Regions from separate parts of the Pan troglodytes genome. Here region 1 is linked to region 2. A link is a contact called in public Hi-C data. All regions are on one chromosome and are shown on one strand. Each heading gives the region's core, a stretch centred on a gene start, on an enhancer-like site or on the middle of the called end of the contact. The rest is flanking DNA. Distances are from core to core; before and after follow the strand shown. Region 1 overlaps RALY (RALY heterogeneous nuclear ribonucleoprotein). Region 2 holds the start of E2F1 (E2F transcription factor 1).

Evidence for each region. Hi-C and Micro-C count contacts between places; a contact is called where the count stands out from the background.
Region 1: a contact with region 2 is called in a Hi-C map of induced pluripotent stem cells, with 1.9 times the contacts expected there. The contact joins the enhancer-like site here to the promoter of E2F1 in region 2. A contact is called at or near these places in 2 of 7 Hi-C or Micro-C datasets (induced pluripotent stem cells and stem cell-derived neural progenitor cells) and 1 of 1 datasets of contacts at active chromatin or transcription factors (stem cell-derived excitatory neurons).

What each region holds. Positions count from the first base shown.
Region 1 is chr21:40,272,238-40,277,223 of NHGRI_mPanTro3-v2.0_pri, reverse strand. The region is part of intron 2 of RALY (RALY heterogeneous nuclear ribonucleoprotein); the gene reads right to left. Among named protein-coding and RNA genes, the nearest start is that of EIF2S2, 43 kb to the left of the region's middle. Within about 2 kb of position 2,498, at least 2 of the 24 cell types and tissues checked have an H3K27ac peak or open chromatin away from gene starts, as enhancers often do. A contact at or near this core is called in induced pluripotent stem cells, where this site is marked.
Region 2 is chr21:39,891,772-39,896,839 of NHGRI_mPanTro3-v2.0_pri, reverse strand. E2F1 (E2F transcription factor 1) reads left to right here and starts at 1,376. Exons shown (of 7, transcript XM_003316862.6): 1 at 1,376-1,798. The coding sequence starts at 1,538.

The DNA.
Region 1 (4,986 bases), core at 1,249-3,748, 380 kb before region 2:
CCTGCATCTTGTTTTCTTGTCATATTACCAAGAGTTGCCACATATTGGCTGTTGACCTCATGCCAGGCGCTTTACATACATTCCCTCATTTGTTACTCACATGATATGCAGAACCACAACATTTTACAAGGGAGAAATCTCACATTCAGAGAGACCACAATGTTAGTGAATGGCAGGGCTGGGATCTGACCCCCTGATCTGCTTGACTCTAATTCTTTTGAGTCTACTCCTTTAATGCTCATCTCAAATGTTATCCCATTCAGGATCTAAATTTGAAGATCTTCAATGCAGAACCATGGTCACATGGTATTTGCAAGTGATGTTTACTCTAGACCACCACCATATGATGAAAATTGCAGGGGCCGGGCGTGGTGGCTCACAACTGTAATCCCAGCACTTTGGAGGCCGAGACGGGTGCATCACCTAAGGTCAGGAGTTCGAAACCAGCCTGGCCAACATGGCGAAACCCCGTCTCTACTAAAAATACAAAAAATTAGCCAGGCGTGGTGGCGGGTACCTGTAATCCCAGCTACTCGGGAGGCTGAGGCAGGAAAATTGCTTGAACCCGGGAGGTGGAGGTTGCAGTAAGCCACTGCACTCCAGCCTGGGCGACAGAGCCAGACTCTGTCTAAAAAAAAAAAAAGGAAAAGAAAACTGCTTAGTCTGATCCAGACACAGACCTGTCTGAATTGCTACCAACCATTTTGAAAAGGGTATGCTAGCTAAGCCTGATAATGGTTTGAATTTGTGTCCCCGCCCAAATCTCATGTCTAATTGTAATCCCCAGTGTTGGAGGTGGGGCCTGGTGGGAGGTGACTGGATCATGGTGACTGAAATCATGCATTTCCCCCCTGGTGCTGCTCTCATGATAGTGAGTGACTGCTCGTGAGATCTGGTGTTTAGACGTGTGTAGCACCTCCCACTGTCTCTTTTCCTCCTGCCCTGGCCATATGAAGACGTGTCTACTTCCCCGTCGCCTTCCACTATGATTGTAAATTTCCTGAGGCCTCCCAAGAAGCAGAAGCCTGAACGGCCTGCAGAACTGTGAACCAATTAAACTTTTCATTATAAATTACCCAGTCTCAGGTATTTCTTTATAACAGTGCAAGAATGGACTAATACAAAGCCTCACCAGGCACTCGCTGTGGCTAAGGGTGGTATACAATACTGAATAATCCCAAGATCCCACAAGTTAATGTCATGATTACTCATATTTTAGCAGAAACTGATTGACAAGTTCATTAACTTACTAGTAATGAGCATTCGCACCCAGGTCAGTCTGTCCCTAAAGTCTATTTCTTTCAACTTTTTCATTTTGCTTCCCAGAGCTAAAGCCAATTTAGATACCACAGAAAGTCAGCACATTCACCTGAGAATTATTTTTAATAAATTTATTTTTTAGTTACCCATATTAATACTAACTCGTTCAAATTTTGTTCTGTTTGGCTTAGAGATGAGACTGCACCTACCCTTTGCTCTCTGTATTCTGGCCAGGTCTTTTACCCCAAAGGGCTGTACAAATTTTTCCCGTACAGTTTACGGCTGGGCATAGGCTCCAAGAGGAAAGGGGAAAGGAGAGAAGCTCAATTTCAGTAGGAAAAGCCTCAAGTTAAGCCTTGGCAGTTCCCGGCCCAGTCTTCTGCTCATTGGTACAGGTTGATGCCACTCCCTTTTGGAACCCTCCTATCTCAGTAACCTAACCTTAAGGCCATTTCAGGTGATAAAAGACTCCAAATAGCATATATAAAAACTTTCATCAGTCTGCCAACCTATTTACCTAATATTTTGGGGGGACTTCTTTTCAGTGAACTGGAAAAGATACATCTGTATCTCTTATCCCACTAGGGGATAAGAGACTCTTTTTCTCTTAAATCCTCCCAGCCTGGAAGCTGGCACGTTCTGACCAGCAGGTGGTACTGTTTACAAGGGAATCATAGGCTGGACCTGAACCCAACTTGGGAAGAAACTGCTCCCAGGGTTAGGCTTAAAGTGAACCCAATGGATATACTGGAGTCAGCAGTGCATTATCTCAGATAAAGGAAAGGGGCTGAGAGGGTCCCATCACTGCTACTGATGAAGGGGCTGGTGCCAGCTTTGGAACTGACTTTGAAAGAGACAGACTCTTGTTACTCAGTTTGCCTTTGGTTCCACTCATCTACACTTATCAGGCAGTGAGGGACACAAAGGTAGTAACACACTGTGCATACGAGGCAGGAAATGCTCAATACATGTTTTTCCCATGGGCTTGCCATTCCTCACAGTTCTCGCTGACAGTCCCTCTCCTACATGGATGACAAGCCATTCAAGGGTTAATTCCTTGTCTATCCACGGGTATACAAGAAGTTAATAGGGCCCCTGTGTGGGCATCAGATGATTCTCTCCTAGGTGGTTCAGCTCAAAGTGCTATAGTTTTGGCCTAGGGAGAAGCCACCTGCTTTGGCTAGAGGGAGTCAACCAAGCCTGGGGTGTGGATAGAGATACAAAGAGTGACCTCTACTGGGAGCCACAAGCACCACTGAGCAGGAAGCATTTGCTGAACAGCTGTTCGTGGTATTGTGACGAGATCAGTACTCACCTTGACTGGTGAGCCAAGTTTTTAAGGTTTGGCCCTGCCAGTCTTTTCTCTCATTGGGTTTGGAATGATGTACATAAAAGGACTTTGCAAACCCTAAAGCCCTTCACAAGATCTTGTAATTACACTGGCTTGCACCTCTTTATTCCAATACTGCCATCTGCGAACCCCATTCTAGATGAGGGTAAAGGTCACAGTGGAACACATTCTGTATAATGCCAAGGAGGGGCAGCCAGAAGCCATGGCATATGAAGATCAGTTTTCTGATCTGTAGAGGAGAGACTTGGGAAGTGTATGTATGTGGTTGCAAGTGCTGCTCTGGGTGAGAAATCTGCAGTTAAAAGGAGAAATGCTCACCTATGGCATGCGCTAGGTACCCAACCTCTGAGCTCCTCGTCTAAACAGCCCCCTATCCACTTTCATGCCCTGCACACTCCTTTGGAAAGTGGGATGTGCTACAGTTGTGTGGACTCCCTCAGCCCAAGGAGACAGGTATCTGTGGGGGTGTGCAAAGGCTTGAGTGACCACACACATGTTGATGAGGCTCCTCTAAGTGAGGGATAGAGGTGGGAAAGGGAATGAAAAGGAGGTAGAGCCAGGCTAGGTCTCCCTGAACTGCCAGGTTCAAGTACAGAATCCTAATGAGTCCAAGAATTCTAAATTCAGACATGGTATTCCAGGTTGTTAGGAACATCACAATTTATTAGCTTCATTCAGAACCTTCAAATGTTTAAACATATGGTACATGGGTCTCTATTTGTACTCTTATTACTCTGCCCTACAAATGTTATAGGGCAGGCCTGACAAAACTCGGGGCACAGTAAGTGTTCAATCAATGTTAGGGAGGGAGTGGTTAAACATATGTCCCAGGAGGTGGTGAGAAGGTCTAGCTGTGGGCTGCCTTAAGTGGTTAGGACCACTAGGGCAGAGGTCCCAGATACCATTTTCTAATCTTTCAACCAAACACCCACTTCCACAGACCAACTCAATCCCTCCCACCCAATTCTTCCTATGCTTTTCAAGGTACCCCCTAGCTTAGAGTGGCAGCCCTAGAAAATATTGACATCCATTCAGCAGGAGCTACTTCACTTGGTAAGCTATTTCCTGCCCTGGGCCAAGCTCTGCCTCACAGATTAGCTGTGTAATTGAGAGCAAGGTGTCTGCAGCCCCCAGGGGTCCTAGGTTTAGCAATGAGCTGAGGAGAGGTGGGTAGAAGGATTGTTCTTGGTGGCTGGGGGAAAGGAGAGAAGCAAATTTATTCCTAGAGACTTCTGCAATGTCAGATGAGCAGAGACCTGTGCGCACATGGAGCTTATAAATGCTCTTACTCGGAAGAACAGAACAGAAGTTTTACCCACAGTAAAAACTTGGCCAGGATGCTACAGCTAGTGAGTAGCAGAGACAAGATTACCCCATGGGTCCTCTGACGCTAAGTCTAGGGTCCTTATATTCCATTTTTCATTTGGGGCTGGTAAGAGACAGGCCCCCAGGACACTGAGGAGCTGGGAGAGAGCACAGTGTCTCAAAAAAAAAAAAGAAAGAAAAAAGCTATCTTTGAGAAAACTGGGGACTGGCTCCCCAATAAGTGCCTTCACCTTTACCTGCAGGAGAAACAATTGCTGCATAAAAGCTGGGCCTTTTAAGCTAATTAAAATCCACTAGTGAAACAGGCTTTGAAATGCAATTTACGGCTCAAAGGGATGGGCCTGCTTCTCCAGGCTAGTAAGAGTAGAAGAAATGTGGCAAAAACAAATTCAACAAAAAACAAGCCTGAACATGGAGAAAAGTGGCAGGGGTTTGCAAAGAGAAAAGTGGCAGGGGTTTGCAAAGGTAGAAAAGCCCTAAAAGGTACCTCTGATCTTTGGGTAAATGAGACACCCAGAGAGCCGTCACAGTAACAACAGCCACTGGCTGGGCACAGTGGCTCACGCCCATAATCCCAGCACTTTGGGAGGCGAAGGCAGGTGGATCACTTGAGGTTAGGAGTTCAGGACCAGCCTAGCTAACATGGTGAAACCCCATCTCTACTTTAAAAAAAAAAAAATTAGCCAGGCATGGTGGCAGATGTCTGTAATCCCAGCTACTTGGGAGGCTGAGGCAGGAGAACTGTTTGATCACCGCCACTGCACTCCAGCCTAGGCGACAGAGCGAGACTTTCCGTCAAAAAAAAAAAAAAAAGAAGAAAAAAAAAAGGACGGCCACTAATTACTGAATGCTGCACAGTATTACAGTATTTAACCCTCACAACAGCCCTGTGAGGAGGTGTTTGACATAGGGAAACTGAGATAGGTTCAGAGAAGCAAGGTAACTGGTTAATAGAGCAAAGCCAGAACTGGAATCAGGACCTCAAAAACAGGCACCTGCAGGGGCAAGATTGCACATGGCACAGGGATGCCTTGGGTTCTGACTTCCCT
Region 2 (5,068 bases), core at 127-2,626:
TTAAATTGGCAAGGCCAGGGTGGGCCCAAAATTAGCAAGTGACCACGTGGTTCTGAAGCCAGTGGCCTAAGGACCACCCTTGCAGAACCGTGGTCTCCTTGTCACAGTCTAGGCAGCCTCTGGCTTAGCCTCTGTTTCTTTCATAACGTTTCTCAGCGCCTGCTCTGGGCCAGACCAGTGTTGGGAGGAGTCGCTACTGAGCTCCTAGATTGGCAGGGGAGGCAGATGGAGAAAAGGAGTGTGTGTGGTCAGTATTGGAGCAGAGGCAGCAGTGGGCAATAGAGGAAGTGAGTAAATCCTTGGGAGGGCTCCCTAGAAGTGATGTGTTTTCTTTTTTTGTTTTAGAGACAGGATCTCGCTCTGTCGCCCAGGCTGGTGTGCAGTGGCATGATCATAGCTCACTGCAGCCTCGACTTCTCGGGCTCAAGCAATCCTCCCACCTCAGCCTCCCAAGTAGCTGGGACTACGGGCACACGCCACCATGCCTGGCTAATTTTTGTATTTTTTGTAGAGATGGGTCTTCACCATGTTGATCAGGCTGGTCTCGAACTCCTGGGCTCATGCGATCCACCCCGCCAGCTGATTACAGGGATTCCGGGGGTGAGCCACCGCGCCCAGACGCCGCTTCATCGTATTGTAAACGTCTGTTACCTTTCTGTTCCCCTGTCTACTGGACTGTGAGCTCCTTAGGGCCACGAATTAAGGATGGGGCACAGAGCAAGCTCTCCAAACGTTTGTTGAATGAGTGAGGGAATGAATGAGTTCAAGCAGATGCTATACGTTGGCTGTTGGAGATTTTGGCTAAAATGGGACTTGCAGGAAAGCCCGACGTCCCCCTCGCCATTTCCAGGCACCGCTCTTCAGCTTGGGCTCTGGGTGAGCGGGATAGGGCTGGGTGCAGGATTAGGATAATGTCATGGGTGAGGCAAGTTGAGGATGGAAGAGGAGGCTGATGGCTGGGCTGTGGAACTGATGATCCTGAAAAGAAGAGGGGACAGTCTCTGGAAATCTAAGCTGAGGCTGTTGGGGGCTACAGGTTGAGGGTCACGTGCAGAAGAGAGGCTCTGTTCTGAACCTGCACTATAGAAAGGTCAGTGGGATGCGGGAGCGTCGGGGCGGGGCGGGGCCTGTGTTCCCGTGTCCCCACGCCTCCAGCAGGGGACGCCCGGGCTGGGGGCGGGGAGTCAGACCGCGCCTGGTACCATCCGGACAAAGCCTGCGCGCGCCCCGCCCCGCCATTGGCCGCACCGCCCCGCGCCGCCGCCCCATCCCGCCCCTCGCCGCCGGGTCCGGCGCGTTAAAGCCAATAGGAACCGCCGCCGTTGTTCCCGTCACGGCCGGGGCAGCCAATTGTGGCGGCGCTCGGCGGCTCGTGGCTCTTTCGCGGCAAAAAGGATTTGGCGCGTAAAAGTGGCCGGGACTTTGCAGGCAGCGGCGGCCGGGGGCGGAGCGGGATCGAGCCCTCGCCGAGGCCTGCCGCCATGGGCCCGCGCCGCCGTCGCCGCCTGTCACCCGGGCCGCGCGGGCCGTGAGCGTCATGGCCTTGGCCGGGGCCCCTGCGGGCGGCCCATGCGCGCCGGCGCTGGAGGCCCTGCTCGGGGCCGGCGCGCTGCGGCTGCTCGACTCCTCGCAGATCGTCATCATCTCCGCCGCGCAGGACGCCAGCGCCCCGCCGGCTCCCACCGGCCCCGCGGCGCCCGCTGCCGGCCCCTGCGACCCTGACCTGCTGCTCTTCGCCACACCGCAGGCGCCCCGGCCCACACCCAGTGCGCCGCGCCCCGCGCTCGGCCGCCCGCCGGTACGGACCCCAGGGACGCCGCGCCGACAGCGCCGCCTGTGCCCCCCGCGCAGACCCGGGAGGGCGCCGTGTTTGGCCTGGAGGCGGCAGGGGGCGGGGGAGGGGTTGACTGAGGCGCCCAGGCTGGGCGGTGCAGAGCCGGGGTTGGGCCTCCGGGCCCCGCCCTGGGGTGCGGGGTGACCTCGGGCCGGTCCCTGTTTGCTGCTCTGTGCTCTGCGCCTCAGCTTCCTCACCGGAGCCTCCCCAGCGTCGGACTCAGTGATAATAATAGCCCACGTGTATTCAACTGGCGTTTACTGCATGCCAGGCCTTTGGGCGACTTCAAGCCAGCTAAAGCTCACAACCCCGCTGTGAGCTGTGTTGTCACTGTGCCCATCTGACGGAGGAGGAACTGAGGCCCAGAGAGGGAAAGTGACTTGCCCCTGGTCACACGGCTGCAGGTGGTGGGGCTGGGATTTGAACTGAGGCCTGCTGGCTTCAGCTCAGAATTTGCATCTCGGTAGTGAGCACAGCTGCTAGGGGAAGTGAAGGCGGGGCGGAGGAAAGTCCTGGGGCCTAACCGTTGGTGAGCCATTGAGGAGACCCTCCTTCCTGCCTCGATGCTGACTGCCAGGTGCAGGCCTGGCCGGCCAGGCCTCTGGGGACAGCCCTCCTGGCTGGGAGGCCTTCTCTGCAGGGGCGGGGCAGCTGGACCAGCTGCTGATCCCCTCCCTCTGCCTGTCCTTCCATCTGCCACCCTCCACCCTCCCGGGCCCTGGTTGCCATGGAACCTCATTAATCAGGCAGGCCGACCCCTGAGTCTCTGTAGAAGGACTAGGTGGGCTGGGCCTCTGGGAGCTGGAGAGGAGGCCCCCAGTGCCAGGAGAGAAAATGTCTCAGGGAGATCCTTTAATAAAGCCCTCCCTGATCGCTGAGCTCAAGACCAATTCAGACTGGAGGGCCCAGAAGAGGCGGCTGAATTCCAGTGGGAGAAGGGATTGGAGGCGTAGAAGCCTGGAGCTGGGAACTGTGGGGCACAGGGCAGGGTGTGGAGACCAGTTTGACTGGCGCAGCCTATGGGTGAAGGTGGGGCTCTGGTGTGCAGGCGGGGTCTGGCCAGGCAGGATGGGGTCTCAGCAGGGAACTTGGAGCAAGTGGGAGGGGTGAGGCAGGACTCAGGACAAGGAGGTAGAAGCTGCCTAACTGCTGATGGGGGTGTGGGTGGCAGCTGGTCCCTGAGGCATCCTGAGGAGGCTCCCCCAACCCCCTTGGCCCCATGCCCAGTGCTGCCTTCCGGAATCACCACAATACTAATAATAATAACAATAGCAGCCACCATTGTTTTGAGGATGTCTTGTGTGCCAGGCTCTGTGCCAAGCACTTTACTTAATTAACTCATTTAACCCCATCAGCAGCAGTCCCTTTTTACAGATTGGGAAGCTGAGGCCTAGAGATGTTAGAATCTTCCCATGTCATTCTGCTCTTGAGTGGGGAGAGCAGTCTGCGTTTCCTCTGAGGTTGACCTCTGGGATGCCTTGCTTCCTGGGGATGCTGATACAGGTTGAAGAAAGGGCAAGAAGGGCTTTTAGGGGCCCTCCCTCTTAATGAGTGGGTGGGAGGGGGTTGTACCAGGGGTGGGCCAGGTGGCCTGTCTCCTGTACTCCAGGGGCCTGTTCCTGTGGGTACCACTTGGGACCTGGGCAAGCATCTTCCATTCAGCTGTGTGACAAGCATTATAGAAGGCTCAGGTCTGCGGAAACCTAACAACCTGAGGGTCTTGTCCTCAAAGATCTGAACAGGATTATGGGTTCTAGGATCAAAGGGAGGGACAGGGGCAAAGAAAAATGCCCTCCACTCCACCTGTCAGGGGCAGGCTCATTGGCCTGGGCATTCCATTCATTCAACAGTTGTTGAGTTAGTGAATGCCCAGGAGGCACTAGGCCCAGAGACAAGGAGCCCTGGCCCCCAGTGTACTTAAGGGCCAGGAGGCTGGCACCATTCTGGAACTGAAGTCCAGAAAGTCCACAGGTTTGGCTTTTGGCCTCTCTGCACTGGCATTTGTCTGGCACAGTCCTTGAAATAAGCTACAGGCTTAGCTTCTATACCAGCAGGCATTCTGTATACGAGGCTCTGTGTAATTCAGCCATTCCTCTTGGCCCTGCCTGTCCACTTCCACAAACTCAAGTATTATAACTATAATACATGTTTATTGTAGAAAACTTAACTTTTTTATTTATTTATTTATTTATTTTGGAGACAGGGTCTCATTCTGTTACCCAGACTGGAGTGCAGTGGCGTGATTGCGGCTCACTGCAACCTCTGCCTCCCAGGTTCAAGCTATTCTGTGCCTCAGCCTCCCGAGTAGCTGGGATTACAGGCGTGTACCACCATGCCCAGCCAATTTTTGTATTTTTAGTAGAGAGAGGGTCTTGCCATGTTGCCTAGGCTAGTCTTGAACTCCTGAGTTCAGACAATCTGACTGTCTCAGCCTCTCAAAGTGCTGGGATTACAGGTGTGAGTCACCATGCCCAGCTGAAAACTCTTAACTCTTTTTTTTTTTTTTTTTTTTTTTTTGAGATGAAGTCTCGCTCTGTCACCTAGGTTGGAGTACAGTGGCGCCATCTCGGCTCACCGCAACCTCTGCCTCCTGGGTTCAAGCGATTCTTCTGCCTCAGCCTCCCGAGTAGCTGGGACTACCGGCGTGCACCACCATACCCGGCTAATTTTTGTATTTTTGGTAGAGATGGGGTTTCACCATATTGGTCAGGCTGGTCTTGAACTCCTGACCTCAAGTGATCTGCCCGCCTCGGCCTCCCAAAGTGCCAGGATTACAGGCGTGAGCCACTGCGCCTGGCCAAAAACTTAACTCTTAAGAAACTAGAAAGTTGACGGCAGGATCCCAGCCCTATTCATTTTTTTCCTTTTTTTCCCTAAGGCTATTTTTGTTTGTGGTGGTTGTGACAGTTTTTGTTTTTTAAAGTTTTAAAAATTGTAGTTTTTCCTGTATCATTCACACCATTCAGATATGGCACTGGTCTCCCACAGTCCTCCCAGAGGCTGCCCCGAAATGTATTCTATAATAATAGAAACTGAACCAGAGAAAAGTTTCATGAGCTTTTTAATCCAAAAGGGATCATATAAATATATCGCCCCGTGACAGTGTTTTGCTTGTCTGTATGTGTGAGGGGATTCTTGTCAACCTGCCTCGGTCCTTGACAGCTGCGTGGTATTCAAGGGGCTAAACAAACCACAGCTTTCGTGACCCCCTTCATGGATGGGTGTTCGAGTCAT